Regions from separate parts of the Mus musculus genome. Here regions 1, 3, 4, 5, 6 and 7 are each linked to region 2. Evidence: chromatin contacts called from public HiChIP or PLAC-seq and promoter capture Hi-C data. All regions are on one chromosome and are shown on one strand. Each heading gives the region's core, a stretch centred on a gene start, on an enhancer-like site or on the middle of the called end of the contact. The rest is flanking DNA. Distances are from core to core; before and after follow the strand shown.

The links. Promoter capture Hi-C pulls out the DNA fragments that hold promoters and counts their contacts. HiChIP or PLAC-seq counts read pairs in DNA pulled down with a chosen protein or histone mark.
Region 1: an H3K4me3 HiChIP or PLAC-seq map of embryonic stem cells shows a contact between it and region 2, with 9 read pairs. The contact joins the promoter of Zfp629 here to the promoter of Zfp553 in region 2. A contact is called at or near these places in 1 of 484 Hi-C or Micro-C datasets (urothelial organoids) and 2 of 115 datasets of contacts at active chromatin or transcription factors (bone marrow-derived macrophages and embryonic stem cells).
Region 3: a contact with region 2 is called in a promoter capture Hi-C map of hippocampal neurons, with 6 times the contacts expected there. The contact joins the promoter of Tlcd3b here to the promoter of Zfp553 in region 2. A contact is called at or near these places in 14 of 39 promoter capture datasets (3T3-L1-derived adipocytes, the C10 cell line, the HPC-7 cell line and 10 more), 6 of 484 Hi-C or Micro-C datasets (B cells, the G1E-ER4 cell line, bone marrow-derived macrophages and 3 more), 17 of 115 datasets of contacts at active chromatin or transcription factors (acute myeloid leukemia, bone marrow-derived macrophages, effector CD8 T cells and 12 more) and 3 of 9 other capture datasets (adipose tissue, liver and pancreatic islet).
Region 4: a contact with region 2 is called in a promoter capture Hi-C map of liver, with 3 times the contacts expected there. The contact joins the promoter of Ctf1 here to the promoter of Zfp553 in region 2. A contact is called at or near these places in 1 of 39 promoter capture datasets (liver), 1 of 115 datasets of contacts at active chromatin or transcription factors (bone marrow-derived macrophages) and 2 of 9 other capture datasets (liver and pancreatic islet).
Region 5: a contact with region 2 is called in an H3K27ac HiChIP or PLAC-seq map of microglia, with 5 times the contacts expected there. The contact joins the enhancer-like site here to the promoter of Zfp553 in region 2. A contact is called at or near these places in 4 of 115 datasets of contacts at active chromatin or transcription factors (embryonic hindbrain, forebrain, large pre-B cells and 1 more) and 1 of 9 other capture datasets (macrophages).
Region 6: a contact with region 2 is called in a promoter capture Hi-C map of pre-B cells, with 4 times the contacts expected there. The contact joins the promoter of Doc2a here to the promoter of Zfp553 in region 2. A contact is called at or near these places in 10 of 39 promoter capture datasets (the C10 cell line, cranial neural crest, embryonic stem cells and 6 more), 1 of 15 datasets of contacts at CTCF or cohesin (embryonic stem cells), 2 of 484 Hi-C or Micro-C datasets (bone marrow-derived macrophages and pro-B cells), 6 of 115 datasets of contacts at active chromatin or transcription factors (bone marrow-derived macrophages, embryonic forebrain, embryonic hindbrain and 3 more) and 4 of 9 other capture datasets (adipose tissue, liver, macrophages and 1 more).
Region 7: a promoter capture Hi-C map of pre-B cells shows a contact between it and region 2, with 7 times the contacts expected there. The contact joins the promoter of Ypel3 here to the promoter of Zfp553 in region 2. A contact is called at or near these places in 13 of 39 promoter capture datasets (the 3T3-L1 cell line, the HPC-7 cell line, cranial neural crest and 9 more), 1 of 15 datasets of contacts at CTCF or cohesin (large pre-B cells), 1 of 484 Hi-C or Micro-C datasets (B cells), 18 of 115 datasets of contacts at active chromatin or transcription factors (the NIH/3T3 cell line, bone marrow-derived macrophages, craniofacial prominence and 11 more) and 3 of 9 other capture datasets (adipose tissue, liver and macrophages).

What each region holds. Positions count from the first base shown.
Region 1 is chr7:127,614,000-127,616,699 of GRCm38.p6, reverse strand. Zfp629 (zinc finger protein 629) reads left to right here and starts at 1,428. Exons shown (of 3, transcript NM_001362196.1): 1 at 1,428-1,617.
Region 2 is chr7:127,231,613-127,234,312 of GRCm38.p6, reverse strand. It overlaps Zfp553 (zinc finger protein 553), which reads right to left and starts at 1,252. Exons shown (of 2, transcript NM_146201.2): 1 at 827-1,252. It overlaps Gm4532 (predicted gene 4532), which reads left to right and starts at 1,183. Exons shown (of 1, transcript NR_030674.1): 1 at 1,183-1,895. It also overlaps a transcript of Septin1 not described here.
Region 3 is chr7:126,821,875-126,824,574 of GRCm38.p6, reverse strand. It overlaps Tlcd3b (TLC domain containing 3B), which reads right to left and starts at 1,272. Exons shown (of 5, transcript NM_029978.1): 1 at 363-1,272. The coding sequence starts at 487.
Region 4 is chr7:127,711,257-127,713,956 of GRCm38.p6, reverse strand. It overlaps Ctf1 (cardiotrophin 1), which reads right to left and starts at 1,254. Exons shown (of 3, transcript NM_007795.2): 1 at 1,178-1,254; 2 at 1-32. The coding sequence starts at 1,202.
Region 5 is chr7:126,744,908-126,747,607 of GRCm38.p6, reverse strand. No RefSeq gene overlaps it. Among named protein-coding and RNA genes, the nearest start is that of Mapk3, 13 kb to the left of the region's middle. Within about 2 kb of position 1,322, at least 99 of the 459 cell types and tissues checked have an H3K27ac peak or open chromatin away from gene starts, as enhancers often do. A contact at or near this core is called in macrophages and microglia, where this site is marked.
Region 6 is chr7:126,846,123-126,848,822 of GRCm38.p6, reverse strand. It overlaps Doc2a (double C2, alpha), which reads right to left and starts at 1,270. Exons shown (of 11, transcript NM_010069.1): 1 at 791-1,270; 2 at 1-408. The coding sequence starts at 237.
Region 7 is chr7:126,775,525-126,778,224 of GRCm38.p6, reverse strand. Ypel3 (yippee like 3) reads right to left here and starts at 1,262. Exons shown (of 5, transcript NM_025347.3): 1 at 1,122-1,262; 2 at 272-454; 3 at 128-171. The coding sequence starts at 388. Gdpd3 (glycerophosphodiester phosphodiesterase domain containing 3) reads right to left here. Exons shown (of 10, transcript NM_024228.2): 10 at 2,580-2,700. The coding sequence ends at 2,598.

The sequences.
Region 1 (2,700 bases), core at 179-2,678, 380 kb before region 2:
CAGGCCTGCCCCTATCCCCCTTCCCTTCTCTTCTGAGAGGGTGGAGCCTCCCCTGTTTCTATTCCCTCACCCTGGCACATCAAACATAGCTAGATGCATCCTCTCCCACTGAGACCAGACAAGGCAGCCCAGTTAGGGGAACAAAATCCACAGGCTGGCAAAAGCTGTAGAGACAACCCCTGATCCAGCTGTGGAGGACTCACATGAAGACCGAGCTATATACATCTGCTACATGTGTGGGGGAGGGGGGTTTGACCCAGCCAGTATATATTCACCTAGGTTGGTCTTAATTCATGGTGATTTTCCTGTGTCAGCTTGCAGTGCTAGAGTCACAGCTATTCACTCCCATACAGGGCTTGGAATTTATTTATTTATTTATTTATTTATTTATTTATTTATTTATTTATTTAAGGTTTGAAACGAGTCCTATTGTGCATCCCAGGCTGATCCTGAAGTCCAACTCTTGATTCTCCTGCCTCAGCCTACTAATGGCTGAAGATTACAGGTGGTGTGCTTAGCTACTATGGAACTTTTTGAGGGTAGAATGTTCAATTGTTCAACTCTGGTCTCCTCACACCTGGGTTCATTGAAAACTGTGGCCTCGAACTTTACCTCACATCTCATGTCTTGATTAATTTGCCTTGTAAAATGGGGATGATTCTAAGTCCTCTCTCAGGATGTGGTGGGGAGAAAATGAGACACAAGCAGGAACAGTTTGGGAGCCCTGTGAGGTTCCTTGTTTAGAAACAGGGTCTCGCTAGGTAGCCTGGAGCTATGTGGGCCACGAATATTTTGAACCTTCAGGTCCTCCTGCCTCTGTCTCCCAAGCAACGGAATTACAGGAATTCACCACTACTTCTTGCTCCCTAAGTTTATGGAAGGATTGCCCTGCAGTGAGTTGCATACCTTACCACCGAGCTGCTGGGAAGGGGTAATGCTTGCCTACCTTGTCAGTTTCTTCCTCCAGGGAGACCTGACCACCGGTGGGGGGGTGAGAGGTGGGTAAGAGGGTCCGTAGCGCTGGGTAGCCTTGCCTGGCCCATTAGCTTCTGCTCTTACCGCTAGGTCAGCCCACCCAACCTTTGCTTTCACCTCCTAATCACCAACCCAGGCATACCAGCCCCAGTCCTGGGTGAGTCCAAACAAAGGCGGGTCTCAGGGGACCCGCGGCGGCCGAATCTGAGATCAGCTTAACTGAGCGGCTGGCAGAGTCTTTGGAGAGAATGGCCAGAAATCCGAAGACCTTCGCCGGCCTCTGAGCTCCCCCAAAAGCTGATCTTCCGTGATTCCACTAGACACTGGGAGAGGGGCGTCATCAGCCACCTCCTTGCTTCCATACCCACCCCCTCATTTTTTCCCAGGCTGTGGGAGGCAAAGGGTTAAATCCCATAGAGCTGATGTTCTGACTCCAGGCTAGAGGGGCCCGGGAAGCTGGGGTCACTTCCTGCTCCGTCCCAGTCACCCTGAACTGGTCCCCGGGTCCTCAGCCTGGAATCACCCCTTGAGAAGGACCCTAGAGTTCCCGGCATCTAGCCCGTCCCCCGAGGCAGGGCACTTAAGGGGTTAAGTCCCCTGGGGCTGGCCTCTGCCTTTCGGCTTTTCCCAGACCCCAGAGCCGTGAGTTGGGGCCGCCTGGGTTCCCGGGGTGGCCTGGAGGCCCGGGACAGCCGCCGGGGAACAATAGGGCCAAGGAGGCGGCGACGGGCGAGGGGCGCAGGCCGGGCCCGGGGCGGCGGGGGACGGCGGCCGGGGGATTGTGAGAACCGCGCGGGGACCGCCGTGGGGGAGGGGAGGCGCGCGCGCCCAGAGAGCGAGTCCGGCCGGGGGCGGCGAGGCGGCCGCCGCTCTCCCGGAGCCGGGCAGCCTGGGCGTCCGCGGCGGGGAGGGAACGCCGGCGGCTCGCCTGGGCTTTGGGAGCCGGGGACAGGGTGGGTGCTCCCGGCCGGAGGCGCTCAAGTCTTGGTCCGCCGGGGTGCGGGGGGCGGCGTCGAGGGCGGTCCCGCTGCCTCCTGGTCAGGGTCACCCTGGGCCGCGCGCACCTCCGCGGGAAGGCAGCCGTCTCCGGCAGTCCTTCCCGCCTCGGTCCTCTGGGGGTCGTCCGGGGCAGGAGGCTGGCGCTCTTGGGCCTGGGCTGGTTCCCAGTAGTAGTCGCCTCGCAGTCTTTGCTACTTCTTGCATGTGGCCTGGTTATTAACTCTTTCCCTTCTACGGTAGGCCCTTGAGTTTTAAGTTTCTCTGTCCAAGTATCTAAGCTCCTACCTGTTCTCGGTCAGCTCAGCAGGGTAACCTTCTCCTCTCCGGGGGGCCCCCATCTCTCCCTAAAAACACTTAGAGATAGGGGATGGCTAACTCACTTCTCGGCTGCATTAGCAGTTGGTCAGCTGTCCATTGCTTCACCTGCTTCACACCCCAGCTACCTCTTGGTGAGCTTTGTCCTCTTTGTCCCTGTGCACAAAGTACCTATGCACACTGTCACCCCGAGGGTAGATTATTCCAGGGATTCCGTTAGATGTCAGCGCCCTCCTGCAGCCCTGTTCTCTCTCCTGGGGATCACCCCCGGGATTTTGAGTGACAGATATGACTCCTTCCCCTGGGGGCTCACTCTGACGAACTTATGTCACTTTTCTGACATCGATCTGCAAACTGATCTTAAAAGACACTGAACAAGATAGGCTGGCTTTCTGGGAGCATGAGGTGTCC
Region 2 (2,700 bases), core at 3-2,502:
CCCATAAATCATCCCAGCACTGAATGCCATCGGGTTTGAGAGAAGTGTTTCCTACTTGGAGGAAACCCTACCCTGGGCCGAGTTTCTAACTATCTACTCAAGCCTGTGTTATATTACAGTATTTCAATTTAGAAAACCTAGTATATGGTCTTTTGATCGAATTTCTGTGGGTTTTTTTTTTTTCTTTTTTTTCCTCCAGTTTTTGAGACTGTCTTACTGTACTGCCCAGACTGGATCTGAATTCTCCACTCCATTGGCTCTATCCTGGTAACTTCTACGATCTTGTATAAACTTACTTCCCTACAGATAAACAGATATGGGGTGTAGGAGAGAAAAAACAAAGTAGCAATGATTGTAACTGCGGGTTCGGAATAAACCTGCTGCCACAAGAGGCAAGAGATAAGTCAAGGACCGGCATTACTCTGCAGCAAAAACAACGGAAAGGAACGCGGTTATTTGGAAAAGGATACTGAGACTACTCTGAGCACGCAAGGTCTGTACTTAACACTAGAGCTTTTAAATTAATAAAAATAAGAAAGCCAGGGAAGGTTTTGAGAAGGCAGCCAGTATTAGAGCTGGATTTACAGCAGAACGCATGCAGAGAAAGAGCACCAGAGATTACAATTGAGCCTGGAGGCCTGCAGTAGGGCTGAGTGAAGGGGGAGGGGAGAGCGTTAGGGAGGATGCCCCTCACGGCCTGGCACACAGTAGGTGTTGGCTTCTTCCCTTCGGATTTTGCTGCCCCTTCGCCCACGTCCGACTTTCCTGGGCCCTGGGTCCCCAAGCATCCATTACCTTCCTGTGCGATGCGGACCGCCGCCCTCACCTGTACCGATGGCTCTCAGCCGCTTTCAAGTCCTCTGTACCGCGAAGCTCGGCGCCCCAGGGCTGTGCAGCGCGCTGCACCGTCGGCCCACGACCGGGACGCGGCCCCGGTGAGTCCGAGGGCACCTGCCGCCCCGTTCCCCTCGGTACAACAGGAACCCAGCAGCCAGCCGCACGGGTACGGGCTCCACGCCACGCCAGGAGGGGGCTCGGCCCACGTCCCGGGCGCCGCTGGGCGGGACGGGAAGCGGAAGCACGGGCCTCGGCGAGCTGCTCTAGGACCCGGAGGAGCCGCGGGCTCGGCGGCGGCGGCGGCGGCGTGGACCAGTTCTAGCCGTGCCCTGCGGCGCTAGCGGCGTGCCTCCTCGGATGGACAGCTGGCACGGCGGAGCCGGACTGCCCGCGCGGGACAACCAGGAAGGAGCCCAGGAATGGAGTGGCAGACAAAGGGAAACAGAGAGCCGGCGGGCGGGGCGGGGCGCCGAGGCGGGGGAAACAAAGCCCAGCTCGGAGTGGGGGCTGGGCCGGGGCAGGCAGGTCGAGCTGGAGCCTGCCAAGTTCTAGCCTGAGAGTCACGAGTCGGGGCACTGTCGGCGAGAGACGATGCTCGGGGACAGGACCTAGAGACTGGGTACCAGAGACAAAGAGATGTAGAAACAGATAAGAACCGTCAAGTCACCCTAATGGAATCAGGGGCCCTAAGAGGCGGAGAGCCTGGAGAGAAACGGGCGGGAGACAGAACAAAGGACGACAGGCGGAGACAAAGGTAGAAAAACAAAGAAAGGCTTTGCAAAGGCCAAGCCCAGGGAGGGACTGAAGAATAAACCCTGCCTCCATCTTGCTGGAGTCACGTTCCAAAGGATCCAGGCCCTAGAAGCATAACCCCGGCATCTTATGTTGTAGGCAGGTTTTCCTTTATAGAGGTGAGTACCCAGAGGCTTCCGTCCTGCCACTAAAGCGAGTGCTAACGGGGTTTTTATTAATTCGTTATGTTTTAGCAGTACATAATGTTATTTGTATTATATTAGATTTGTCAATAAAGCAGAAGTTAGAGATAAAGTTAAACCATGCATCGTCTGTCCCTTGAGTGCGGTCAGTTTTTGTGGGGTTTTTTGTTTTGTTTTTTCGAGACCGGGTTTCTCTGTATAGCCCTGGCTGTCCTGGAACTCACTTTGTAGACCAGGCTGGCCTCAAACTCAGAAATCCACCTGCCTCTGCCTCCCGAGTGCTGGGATTAAAGGCGTGCGCCACCACGCCCGGCTAGAGTGCGGTCAGTTTTTTTAAAAAAAATCATACAAGGCGTGGAGAACTGGGCCAGTGGCATGCCTCAGTGGGAAAAGGGGATTGTCCGCAAGCTTGACAACCTGAGTTCTCTCCAGGGAACCTGTGTGGTGGAAAGGAGAGTGCACGTTGTCCTGTGACCTCCACATGCACTGGTGCAATGTGCCCCCCAAATTTTAAAAATTCTAACTAACTTAAAAAAAAAAATTGGTTGGTCCTGTTAATCCCAAAGCAGGGAGGAGAAAGACCACTGACCCAAATTATCATGCCCAATTAAAGCAAGCTTTGTTACTCTTCTACACGAGATGCCTGCCCCTAAGATGGATTCAAAGGTCAGTATTGAACTAGGGAAAAATAAGGGTTTTATAGCTCGAGGGGGTTGGGGGGGTCCAAACTGGGGATTTGGCAGGCAAATAGGTGGAGTTACAGAGCAGAACAGTTACAAGGCGTTCATAACAACAGGTGGTTACAGTGATCTTTTGAGACAAATGTAGGCTTGCAAGATGGCTGTAACTTTTTGGAACAAGGACGTGGTTGCTGTTTTCTGGAACATTCTGTATGGTACTATTTGTAGTTGAGGTCACAGGTGGGACA
Region 3 (2,700 bases), core at 23-2,522, 410 kb after region 2:
TCTTCCTGGCGGCCCTATTCTAGAGATATACAAGTTTCACTGTCTACTTTTCTACACCTTGACCCCCAAACACTAGCCCTGAAAAACACAGTCTTGCCCCTTGGCTTGCTCCTGGGTGTCTTGTGGGACTGTTTAGTCACATGCTGCCCTGCTTTAGAGGGAGGATAGGAAGGTGCTAAGGGAAGCAAGCTCAAGCTCAATAGTAGTCCAGATGGCTGGGTTTCAATGAGGTCCAAGGAGGGAAGGAAGCTTGGATGTAACCTACCCACCACTACTGAGCCCAGGGGCGTGCTGGGGTCCCTTCCCCATGAAGCCTGTTGGAGAGAGAGGGGCTGAACTCTCGGGGAAGGCATGCCATTTACCTGGCGGAGACAATGACTGCGTCGGCCTCCTCCCAGCGCAGCTGGGGCAGCCTCTGGAGCGTGTTCTTGGATAGGAGGAAGAGTCCGGGGAACACCACCCCCCCAGCCACCATTGGGGTAAGCATGGTGACTTGAACCCGGGCAGGGAGACCAGAGGGTCCAGAAGGGACAGGAAGGCCAAATTGAGGGAGGGAGTTGGAGGTGAAGAAGGGATTGCCAAGCCAGAAAGGGAGAGAGAAAGAGGGAGGGGGAGGCACAAAGGGGCCAGGGCGGGGACAGGATGGGACAAGAGGACCAGTTCAGGGCAAGGGAGAAAGGGACTTCAATGAGATTGGGGACACAGAAAGAAAGGGCTAGCTAGGTGGCGGGGGGGGGGGGGGGACGACAGAGCGCTGGTGAGAGGATGGGGAGAGACTACCAAGGGAGGACTTGATGAGAGGACCAAGAGGGAGAGGGGACAGGAGGAGGAAGATGCAGTGGGGGAGGGGAGGGAGAACCGCGGCAGGTGGGGGGGGGGCTTACGTGGAGAGGCTGGGAGGGCCCAAGGAGGCGGGGTGGGGGACGGTGGTGCCAGCCCTGAAAAAAGGGAGGGAGGAAAGGACGGAGCGGAGCGGAGCGGAGGCGCAGCTGGGCAAGCGGTCACCAGTCAACACCGCTCTCCCGCCACCACAGGCTACCACCTCCTCCTGCTGCTGCCGCTAGAGCCCCGCTGCCCTGTGCAGACACCGCACATGGCATTATAGAGTTGGTGCCCAGCCCCCTGCCCCCTCTGTGAGGAGGGGGAGGGGGAGGGGAAGCCACCAGCTTGGGGAGGGTGGGAGAGGGGGAGGGAAATGATGGCACCGACCAGACACCAAGAAACCGGACCTGCAGCAGCGTTGTCTCCCATGCAGCTCTGAGCCACAGCAGCGGCTGCGACAGAGATGGGGGGGGACAAGGAAAGAGGGAGGGGGAGGCCCTTAAAGAGACAGGAGCTGCAGTGCAGGGGGCTGCTGGGGACAAGGGCTTAGGGAAAGGATGGCTCTTCTCTTAAACCCCCCCCCCCCCCCGGACACCTCCACCTAGCAGGAGTACTGAGCCGCCTTTCCTGTCAGCACTTTAAAAATGTCTGGCATTTCCTTCTGCTGGTGCTTATAAACATAAATGGGTGTCCCTCAGTGGCCTGCAGGGATCTCAGCTTAGGGGTGCTCACTCCAGCCAAGAAGATTTCCTGAAGAAAGCAGCCTGAGTAGATGGTGTGTTCCCTGAAGGCACAGATAGGAACAAGCCATTTCACGGTGTCCTTCAGACCCACAGCCCCCTCCACCCCGCCCGTCCGCCTCTCCAGTCAGAGGGAGTGGAAACTACATCAGTCACCTCGCTTGCACTCCGACTCGCACCACAACGAGTCACTCCCTCAGGAGTGTGGCTCACTATTGTGACAGCCCAGGGGGAAATCTATGCTCCTATGCTCTTCAGAGGTCAGGGGATAGCCCTGAGGTGGGAGCCAAGGTTCCCCAAGATCAGAAAGTTAAGATGTGACAGGAACAGAGCTAAGTGGGAAGAGATGGCTGGCTGTCAGAGCCCTCCAGCATGGCTTTGATGGCTAGCACCAGGGCACTGGGAGACAGGAAGCAGTCATGTAGACCTGGTGGCACTCCAGGAGCAGGAGGATCACTCCTGGTAGCCAGCTTGGGCGACAGAGGAAGTGCTCGCCTGGGAGAGAGGGTTAGAAGGTGGGCTTGAAGAGCAGAGGGTGCTTGCTGCCTGGAAAACCCAGTGGAGTTATGGAAGCCGGGGCCCCTCCCTCAGGCCAATGGCCTCCTGGAGTCCCCTTTTCCTTGTTGCCTTGGTTCCCTGTCCTCGGCCACTCCTCAGAACAGTCCTGCTTACACAGAAGAGCCTGGTGGCTGGCTGACTCAACTTCCTCCTTTAATCCAAGGGGAAGAGCAGCCCCGTGCTTTGGCCAGGGTAATTTAGGCCTAGCACACAACTACTAATGCTCACTCTCACATGGCCTCTTAGAGCCTGGCCTTTCCCAAACCCATCTGTCCTTCAGACTTGTATATCATGGGGACTGACACCTCACTGTAGCTTGAGTTTCTCACTGACCCTGAGATGAGCCTACTTATCTACTGACAACTGACCTTTCCAGCCCACAGCCTACTCCCTCTGCGCCCTAGAGGAAGGGGCCAATTCGCTATTTTGTGCTGCCCTCTAGTGGCAGTCTGTGGGAGTGGCTGAGGGAAGTCTTGACACCCGCAGGAGTTGGGGCTACTATTAGAGACCTTCGTAGACCTGGAAACCACAGGGGAAGAGGTCCACTTTCCCAGGTCTTACTACAGACTGAGCATGGTTT
Region 4 (2,700 bases), core at 5-2,504, 480 kb before region 2:
GAATGAGATTGAGGAGTCAGTCTGGTGGTCTTCTGGTGGGAAAGAGAAGGAAGTGAGAGGTTATAAAGGCAACCAAACCCCACTCCTTAACCATCTTTCCCAAGCTGGCTCTCCCTGAACCCAGAGTCTCTGCTCTGGATGCTAATATTCAACCTACGAAGAATCTGCCCCATCCCAGGCACCAGATCTCCACCAAGCAGTTTCTCTACATAGATGTCTCTCCTGTCCTCAGGTCACTATTGAAATACTACTAGGACCAAATTCAAATACCTCCTTCTTAGTGCTGCCTCCAAGTTCTCCCTATTCTCAAATCAATTTCTTCCTTCCACTTTAGGGAATTTGTTCATACTTCCAAAGTAGCTTCTTTTATCCGTGTGAATCTGTCTGATCCTGAGACTCCTCACTCTACATCACCGATACTATCCAGAAACTCTTTAAGGTCAAAGTTCACATATCTTTGGATTTCTCCAACTCTTGTTTGAATTCAGTCAGCATCTCTGAAGCACTGAACGCGCCTTTCCGGCCCCTTGTACAGATAGAGAAACCGAAGACCTATTCCCTTCATGTTGCTCCTATGTGACCTGCTAGGCTCAGCAGCATCAATGAATCAACGACAGGATGGCCTTCCCTGTTTAGAGGGTGGTGCCACGGGAAGCCGACTACATTTCCCAATATGTATGTTGCCGGGACCCCAATGCATGCTGGGGAATGTAGTCCTGACCCGACAATCCCCTCCGTCGGAGTTTCCCACCGCCAGCCGAGATCTCCGAAGCCTGTATTTTGAGCTCTCGTCACTTGTAGCTTCTTCGAAGATCAAAGACTTCCTTAACTCGGCCTCTCCCTCCAGTCTTTCAGCTTTGACTCTTTCCTAATTCTCAAGAAGCACTATTATCCTGTTCCAACCCGACCCCAGCCCCTTTTCAGGGTGTACTCACCCATATATATTCGGTGATCTAACCCCTGAACCCAAGGCCCTGAAGCCTCAATTCCTTGCGCCTGCTCTTTCTCCCAACTCACCCGCTGGTTACCTGACACCGGCGTCTCCTCTCCCCCGCCCAGGCCGTTCCCCTCCCAGACTTGGGGGTGGGGTGGTGCTGACAGACATCCAAACCCCAGCTTTCGATCCCCCCGACTCCTATTCACCAAGGACACAGGATCAAGTCATTCAACCCCTTACCCAGACTTCCCTCCCTCTGGCTCATGCTGGCCCCAGGCTTATCCAGGTTCCCTCAACACACCCCTCCGGGGGAGGAGGAGGGGAGGGGGAAAAAGGGGGAAAGGGCTAGGGGCGTGGCTCGGGCTCGGCCAATCATAGTTCAGACCCCAAATATTTCCTTCCCACCATTACTTTCAGTCAAAATTCCTTGGCCCAGAGCTCAGTAACCGGCTTGTGAGCTTAGACTGGGAAGGGGCCAGAATTGGGAGGCAGGTGTTGGCACAGTGAATGGGAACTTGGGCCTTTAAGGCAGTTCTGTGTCCTGTTGGGAGGAGACTCAGGCTCAGACCTGAGGTAGAGCCTGTTTATTGGCTGCTTTGGAGGGAAAAGCTGGGAAACCTGAGAGGAAAGGTGCAAGGCTGGCAGGAGAAGAATGCAGGCAGGACTTCCTTTTTGGGGAAGACAAAGAGAGGCCAGGGAAGCCTTGTTTAGATTAGGGTCCACCTAAGGCACGCACCCCCTGGTCTAGTTATCTTAAATGCCTTCTAATTTCTCTGTCACACTGATCAGAAGTGAGACTGTTCCTCACCTTACCGTTAGAGACCCTCGCACGCACACATCTGTGTGTGTACTAAGGCATTCAGACCCAGCCTTCTACACAGGCAAGCACGAGCTTCAGGGAGGTCACACCCGAACAGCAACTCATTAACGTTGGGGTAGACACGGAAAGGACTGGACACACTTGCCTCTATAATTGGTTCCCAAGCACCTACTCTTGTCTTTGGCTCTGGCACAGAGAGGACCCAGATGATGAGGCGTCAGATGAAGGAGTATAGGCATATATTTTTTTTCTTTTTGCAACCTACTTTTAATAAACGTTTAACCTCTCCTCTTGCCCACCACCCATGAGAGGCAGTGGAAGAGAAAAGTTGTTAGAATATGGGGGAGGTGGACCTTCTCAGCAATAGTTCTTTGGGGGGCAAGCTTGGTCTCCTTTGTCAGCAGTTCAGTCCCATAGCAAACACCAAACACTCAGCAGCTACAGTCCAGTCCTCTAGGCAGGCAGACGCCATGCACAAACCAGCAGCTGTAGTTTAATCCTGAAGAAACTGCAAGGCTCACCAACTGGCCCAAGGCCACTGAAGCAGCAGCTGCCACAGGAACCTCAGGAGCAGCTCTTGGCTGGGTTTCTCTCAATGGTGGTGTAACCACAAGTTGAGCTCAACAACAGTATGTAAGGTGAACCAATACACTCGTGTTCTTAGGGAAGTACAGCAAGGCGGAGCAAACCACACCAATGCTCAGTGTCCCACTGACCCTGGGGTCACATTTCTACTCCTTCATCATGGGACCTTTCACCTGTGTCTGCTTCAGGACAACATTCTTTCATGTGTCTGCTTAACAAGACATCCTTTCACCTGTGTGCCCCAGCAAACTATCATTTGATATAACTGACTTTCCAAACCAGAAGTTTCCACTTGAGTGGAGCTTGTGAGAAAGGAAACTGGAAAAGCCTGCGTGAGAGGGTTAACACAAGCAGACTG
Region 5 (2,700 bases), core at 73-2,572, 490 kb after region 2:
ATTTTTGCTGACTCTATAAAGCTTAGTTTAGAATCTTTTTTTTTTTTTGAGACAGGGTCTTTCTATGTGCCTTTGGCTAGCCTTGAACTCACTATGTAGTCCAGGCTTGCCTCAAACTCAGATTCTCATTCCTCTGCCAAGTGCTGGGATTAAAGGATAAGCCACCGTGCCCTGCCCGATTATTCTAGTGTTTCTGTTTTTTTCTAGTCCTCAAAGCTAGTCTTGAACTTGCTATGTTGCTGAGGATGCCTTTGAACTCCTGACCCTCACAGTTGTGTTTTGAGACAGGGCCTGATAAATCACCCAGAATTCTCTTGCGTAGCCCTGAGTCCAGGCTGGCTTGGAAGCTGTGTTTCTCTTTACTCCGTTTCCCGGGTAGCTGGAATTACAGGCCTGTGGCCGCAGGCCCAGCTTCTATGGTAGGTTTTGAAATCAAGTCTCCCTATGTAGTCCAAGCTAGCTCTCAATGTCCAGCTTCCCTGCCTCTGCCCCTTAGGTGCCAGCATTACAGGTGTGCAGCACCACACTTGCTTGGCTGATGTTGAAACTGTTGGGTAGCCACCAACCGTGGCTCGAGTTTCCTTGTGTCATCTGAATTTCCCAAAGGACTTTGTCACTTTCTGAGATCAAGGCCCAAAGCAAACAAAGGCCCAGAGGTTCCCTGTCAGCAGTATGGTAATGCTGCGGTGGGGGGACAGGGAAGGGAACTTCACTTAGTTCATGCAACTTCCTGCTGTTCCTGCCCTGCACGCAGACGGCCACAGGGAGACTGATGCCAGAATTCACGGCTAACTCATTCCAGATCATTTACAAGCGCAAGGTAGAACGGCATTGATCATTTGCAGTATGTTCTTTTTTTCAAACCGCTCACTCAACAGTTGTCTACAATGACTGCAAGGCTGCACACAGCTTCTGTTGGACTCTAGAGGGAGAACGGGATCCAAGTCTGTGGTCTAGACCTCCTTGATGGAGTTAGAGCCCTTCTCCTCCTCCCCGAGGATTTCATTTCCTCATGACTACTCTCTCTCTCTCTCTCCCTCTCTCTTTCTCTCTGTTGTTAGTTTGCTCTCCTCCTCTTCCTCCTTTCTTCAAACATCATCCCAGCAGCTGCTTCGCCACCCCTTTGCCATCGACTCCAGCCCCTAACTGCAACCTTAAGTCATTTTAACCCTGAGCATCTTCTTCTGGATGCAAAGACAAACAAGATGAAAGTAGTGAAGCTCTGCTTCCTCTTGGTCATCTGCCGCTGCTGTTACACCACCCACCCTAGGCACTGCGTCGGTCTCTTCCTTCTTCCAAATATAGCTGTGGCCTTTTCGCTGCTGGTTTTGTAATCTCAGCTCAGTCCACTTGCAGCCATCCCAATGCTGTCTGTACACGTTAGAGCAGCCGAGTGTGTGTGTGCGCGTGCGCGTGTGTGTGCTGCATGTGCGTGTGTGTGCTGCATGTGCACAAGTGGAGATCAGTTCTTTCCTTCTGTTCCATAGGGTCCAGATATTGACCGTGGGTCCTCAAGCTTGTCCACAGAGCCCTTACCTGTTGAGCCAATTCTCTGACCTTCTCCACCTTCTTTCAAGGCAAGGTCTTGCTCTGCAGCCTGGGGTGGTCTTGAACTTGTGATCTCCTGCTTCTTCTTCACCAGTGCTGGGACTGGTGCCATTATGCCCAACTTCTTTTTAATCAGAGGATTTCCTGTCTGCTCCTTTAATCCCTTGAAGCCCTCTTCCTGTGGCATCTCCATCAATATCCTAAAGGATGAGAGAGAGACATTTTGCTTTTCTCATTGGATAGTCTTGAAATATATGTGTGTATGTATATATATATATATATATATATATATATATATAATATATATATGTATGTATACATATATGTGTGTGTATGTATATATATATTAGTACAACATTGGAACAGGGTCATAATTAACTTAGTGTCCTTTGATCAATGTAGTATTCTTTTTTTAAAAATTTATTTATGTATATATTTATTACATGTAAGTACTCTGTAGCTGCCTTCAGACACTCCAGAAGAGTGGCATCAGATTTCGTTATGGATGGTTGTGAGCCACCATGTGGTTGCTGGGATTTGAACTCAGGACCTTTGGAAGAGCAGTCGGCGCTCTTAACCGCTGAGCCATCTCACCAGCCCCAATGTAGTATTCTAAGAGTTACAGACGTTCTCTGGTTTACTCTATGTACATTAATATACAACTACACACTTTCCCCATAGCATTTAGTTTAGTTATCCATCTCTGTACAAAACCCCACCATAAAGCATGTGTGCTGGTGTATGCCTGCATCCTGGCACTGGGGAGGCAAGCGTGTGCACAGCCTGGGCTACATAGGGAAACCCCATCTCAGAAACAAATAAGCCAATGCATACTTCTAATCTCAGCACTCCATTACAGGCTGAGGCAGAAGGATACGGTGTGGTCTACATAGAGAAACAGAAGTAGAAACAAAACAAAACAAAATCCCCACATTTCATAGCATAAAACAACACTCCTGGTGCGCCTTGGTTCTTTCTGTGGGTGGAGCTTAGAAAGAACAGAACAGAAACACTACACTTTGCCTCACCCCCAGCCTCAGCTGGGACCACTGAAGCCCCAAGTAACAGTAAGAGCTCTGCAGCTGGGGTGAGATCCACTTCCAATCCGGCTTCCTCACTCATACACCTGTGATCCGGGCAACTGAAGGGTGG
Region 6 (2,700 bases), core at 21-2,520, 390 kb after region 2:
GTCGGGTGTAGTGGCCCCAAGGAGAGCCGCAGGGGGGGCCAGAGCCAGAGGGGCCAGATGAGCTGGGGCTTCCCCGCAGCCCGTGCCACCGCCGCCGCCGCCACCCTCTGGTCCTGGCCCCCTGCGAGGGAAGTAGTCGGAGATCTGGCGGATGGGCCTGATGGGTCCAGGGCACACGTTGATGGCCATGTGCTCCTGGATGTTGATGGTCATGCGATCGCCCCTGCGGCCCCTCATGCAGCACCTCTGACTGGGAGACGGGTGTAGAGCTGGAGTGGCCGGCTGGGGTCTGTAGGAACCTCACTGCCCTCCCTTCCTGGGTGTCGAGGGAAAAGATGATCTGCGCTGGCTGGTGGGCAGGCAGGAGGCCTGGCTTCACAAAGGGCTGGGTGGGTTGCCAGATCAGTCCTAAAGCAGACAGGTCGTGACTCCCCCTTAACCCTGCTCACTACCTGCACATTGTCCCTCTGTCACCTTTCCAGGGTTTTCCTCTCATCCTGGGCTCTCCCTCTGTCCCCATCCCCTCAAGTCCTCCAGGGACCCCACAGCTTCCCTCCTTTGCTGCTTGCTCTGAAGCTCTGGCCATCTTCTGCACCAGGCGCGGGGCTGGCCAGGGTGTCACCCACCCCTCTAGGCTTCTCTTCACTCAGCCCAAGCTTCTGCCTGCCTGCCTGCCTGCCTGCCTATCCCTAACCCGGGTCATCCGTTCTCCCAAGGTAGGGACCCCCTGCCTCGTTTTCTCCGCCTCTCACCCTCACCCGCGCTCCCCTGGCCAGTCCAGCCCCCGCACCTGTCCCTGAGCCTCCAACAGGTGCCCGGCACGGGCGGCCCGTGGGCGCAGGCTGGGCGGCGGCGGCGACTGCGGCGCGGCGGGCGAGGACCGAGCGAGAAGCGGCGCGGGGCGGGAGTGGCGGGAGCTGCTGCGGGCGGCCGGGAGGGGCGCGGGGCGCAGAGGGCCAGACACGGGCCCCAGAACGCACGCGAGTGCACACTCGACACGTGTGCTCGTGCTCACGCCCGCCCGTGAGCCTTGGGCCAGCTCACACGCGTGCACACTCACCCGAGAACTTGGCGTGCACCTCCGCGAGAGGCGCCCGGTGTTCCCCAGCTCCTCCCGGGAGACCCAGGCCCCCGCCCCGCCGCGCAGCCCTGGCGCCTCCCGCTGCCCCGCCTCTCGCCTTCGCTGGCTCCCAGGGCTCCAGGGCCCGACCACCCGGCCTGGTTGCCATAGCGACGCTGGTTTCCACTCACACCCCCATCCTAGAAAGCACCAGAGGGGAAAGGAAAGGGCAGCTGTCCTACCCCTGGGTGTCCGTGGGTGTGGCTTAGAGATCCGCAGTGACCTAGGGACCCGCCGGCGAAAGAGGAGAGACCTGCTCCTGCCGCTCTGGGGAACCACATTCGGAAGAAGACTGGCTTTCCCATCCCTCCTTCCATCTTGTGATTCAACTCAGCCCTTAGAACCTAGGTCTCTTTATCAGACCCACATCTCCCACCACCCTCTGTCATCTCCAGTTCTGTCCCTCGAACCTTCAGTTACCACGAACTGCCTCCTGCCTCTCGCCACTAGCCTTCTGTCTTGTTTTTTAAATATCTTAATGGGCATTAGCCAGATGGGAAGCTTGGGTTGGCCTTGAACTCCTGACTCTCCTACCTCACTGGGATTACAGGCTGTGTGCTAACAGGAGGCTTCAACCCTAACCTTTGATTTTCTTGCGTCCTGAACTTACCTCCTGGAAAGACCAAATCCTCAGAGAGGCCCTTCAAGCCAAGAATCCCCTGGCCACAGCTGGCAAGTAACCTTCAGTTTCAGAGCATTGCCGCCACCTCTAGGATCCTTTGCTCCTGAAAACTGCCTTCCGGGTCATTACAGTCACCTGATCCTAGCAGTCTTCTGGAGTGCACACACACACACTCACACACACACACACACACACACACACACACACACACACTTATATCTCTCTATATTCCTCTATCCATAACCCTTAGACTCAGCTCTGATGACAGTTTAAATCTCCCTGTTTACAGCCGGGGAGTTGCGGCAGAGAACAGGGGCTGATTCATCTCGGACCGGCCTGACACTAAGTCAGCCTCACTAAATATTGGGACTCAACAGAGAAATTCTTCTGCCCAACATGTGACTATGCTTAATACTGACTAACTGTACACTTGAACATTGTCCAGGCCTGCGGCCCCTGGTACAGTGTATGATCCCTAACACCAAATAAAAAAGATAACATGGGCTGGGCATAGTGGCACACAATTTTAATCCCAGAACTCGGGAGGCAGAAGCAGGCGGATCTCTGAGTTCGATACCAGCCTGGTCTACAGAGTGAGTTCCAGAACAGCCAGGGCTACACAGAGAAACTGTCTCTGGAAAAAAAAAAGAAAGAAAGAAAAAGAAAAGATAACATGGTAGTCGTTACATGTAAATTTTACATGTTTGTATTTTAAAACTTTTTTAAAAGAATACTATAAAGTCACATTATATAACACAATACCAGTCACCTATGAAATGGGCAAAATTCAAGTCTCAGCACTCTTAACTTACTAATTAAATGAGTTAATGGCACTGCTGGTGCAACTGGTCTGACACTGGATCACAAATACACATGCTCTTTGGAACTCCAGCTCCGACCTTATCCTAGCAATATACCCAGCAATATACACAATAATAGTTCAAGATTCTTACCTACA
Region 7 (2,700 bases), core at 13-2,512, 460 kb after region 2:
TAGCCTCTAAGAGGAGCCTGATCATGGCTTCCTGTCAGAAACAAGGGACTCTGGGAATATCAGCATACCAGGGAGTCACAGGTCACAACAGAGGTCAGGAAAAGAAAGGAAGGAGATGAATACTCACACAGAGTTGAAGAGGTAGGCACGTCCCTGACTGCCCTGGAAGGACTGGAGGGTAGTGGGGAGACGAGAGGAGGGGGTTAGGGCTATTGGTGGGGAGTTGCCAGGCAGCCCATTGCCATTCTAGACTAAAATGTGACCTGCTTACCTTGGAGATGAGGTCGTCGTGGTTGGCCAGGTGAGCACGGCAGTGGGCACAGCTATACCTCCGGTGACAGTCATCCAAGTAGGCCTGAAACGTCTTGGGCTTTGAAATCCGCACCATGGCGGGGGCCAAGGGCAGTGGCCCCACGCGGGGAGCGGCCCACGGGGAGCAGAGGGAGCCCAGTGCCTGCCAGGAAGGAGAGGTGGACGATCAGGACTAAGGCCACACACATGTAGACAAGCCCAGAACTATGGGGACTCTGTCACACTTGGCTGCTCTCTCCTTTCCCTAGAGCCAGCAGTCTCACCAGGGACCAGAGTCATCTCAGTTTTGACTCACTGAGGAGGCCTCAGGTTGCATCAGCGGGTAAACTGAGGCTAGGAGGAGCTCTAGGTGAGTCACCCACCAGCTTCTGGCCTCACCCCTGCTGAGCTGGCATCTGAACTGGCATCTGAAACGTGAAGAAGGGGCTTCAGAGTGGATGGGCTGCCAGTTTTCAGTTTTGAGGAATGGGGGGGGGGGGCAGAAACTGACTGGTCCTTGGGACCCTAGTTGGACTAGTGATAGGGCAAATGTGGGGTATATGGAGTTCGCTTGGGGAAAGGGTCTCTCACCTGGAGGAGGCAGGCCTCCCCAAAGGAAGAGGGTCCCCTAGAGAGAGGAGGGGTTTTTACCTGCAGGCGCTGAGCCTCATCTCCGCCGAGGGGAATCTTACCTGCATCGCCAAGCCTTACCTGAGACCCCGGGGCTCACCTGGGGCGAGGGGATGGGGGCGTGCGCGGGGGAAGGGGCAGTCCTCGCTTGCGGGGCGGGGGCGCGGGGCAACGCGCAGAGACGTCGGTCCAGGCCTCACCTCGCCTGGGCGCGTGGAGGGCCCGGTCCGCGGGGTGGCCTGGCCTGGGAGTGGGGGGCGCTCCTGATGGGCGCCGTCCCCCCCGGCCCGGTTCACAGCCGCCTCGACTTGTTTACACCGAGACCAGCTGCTGCCGCGGCTGCGGCGGGAGGGGGAGGGGGCCGGCCTCCTGTCCCGGCGGCCTTCGTGGCCAATCGGAGCGCCTCATGCAAATGAGGGGGCGCGTCATACGGCGGCCAGCGCAGGCTGGGCTGCCCTTCCCCCTGCTCCGGGCTCCCGCTAGCCGTCTCGCCCGGAAATGCGGCTACGACTTGCAGCCTAACCCAGAGGCTAACCCGGGCGTGATTGCACCTCTGCTGCTCTGCTATCTCGGGTGCTCAGAGACAAGGATCCTAACCCGGCATGGGGCTAATAAGAGCGTGTTATCTGTATGCAAACCCCTGGGAAATAGTCGTAATTGTCTTCGTTTATCCACAGACCACTGTCTCCATTTGACCAGTTTCCTGAGGCTTGGAGAAGAGATCCTCTCCAGAGATTATCCAGATGGTAAGAGTCAAAGTTGGAATTCACACTTTTCCCAAGCACGTGGAACAGATTGTTAGAAGGGAACTAAAGGTGTCCTTCTATTAGACTCCCAGGAACCAACGCTTTAAAAATCTCTACTGCTGAGCATCATCTGCTCCAGGCATTCTCTGGTATGCCTGACCTCGAGGTTTCTGTAGGTCTGACCCCAGTGAAAATGTCTGTTTAATCGTGTGTCTGGTATACTTAGACTTGTGTTCACTGCAGAGTCCCAGGAACCAGGCAGGCTTGAAAAGTGCTGCACTGGGAATATTTATTAAATGAACTCCAATGTTGGAGATCAGAAAGTGGACAGCAGGTACTGTGGGAGAGCCTGCGAGCTAATCCATGCCTGCCTGCTGCAGTACAGCTCAGCACATAAGGTGCCCAACATCAGTAACATGAGGAAATTCCGTCCCTTGCATATGCCTGGGTCTCTTAATGGTTTCAGGACAACCACTCATCTCTGAATCTCTAGAGTCTAGGTCCAGGACGCTTGGGCTAGCATGCTTTAGAGTGGAGGCCAAGCTGGCACAGGGTGTGGTGCCACTCTGCTGGGTCTGGAATGTAGTGGAACAAGTGGGCCAGCCTACTGACACCCCCAGGCTTTTATTTGCAGGGGTGTCAGTGGGCAGAGTCTCACTTTGTAGCCCTGGCATTATAACTCACAGAAATCCACCTGCCTCTGCCTTCCAAGTACTGAGGTTAAAGCCTAGGCCTAGCTCACCACAGGCTTTCTTGATCTCTCCTAAGATGCTATGTGCACTTGCTTGCAGTAAACTCTGAGCTGCATTCATGGTATGCAAGCCTTCTACCACCAACTTCCATCCCCAGCCGCTAATGCCATCTTTTTAGCCTCCCGAATCGACCCTCCAACCCCTTGTTCCATGAACTATGTTACTGACAAGAAAATATTTATTTTTTAAGAGAAAGACAGGACAGGGCCTCAGGCTGAGGAGGCTGGGTCTCTTCTTCCTGCTTGTCCAGGTAGTGTCTCAGGGCTGTGGGGTAATCGGTC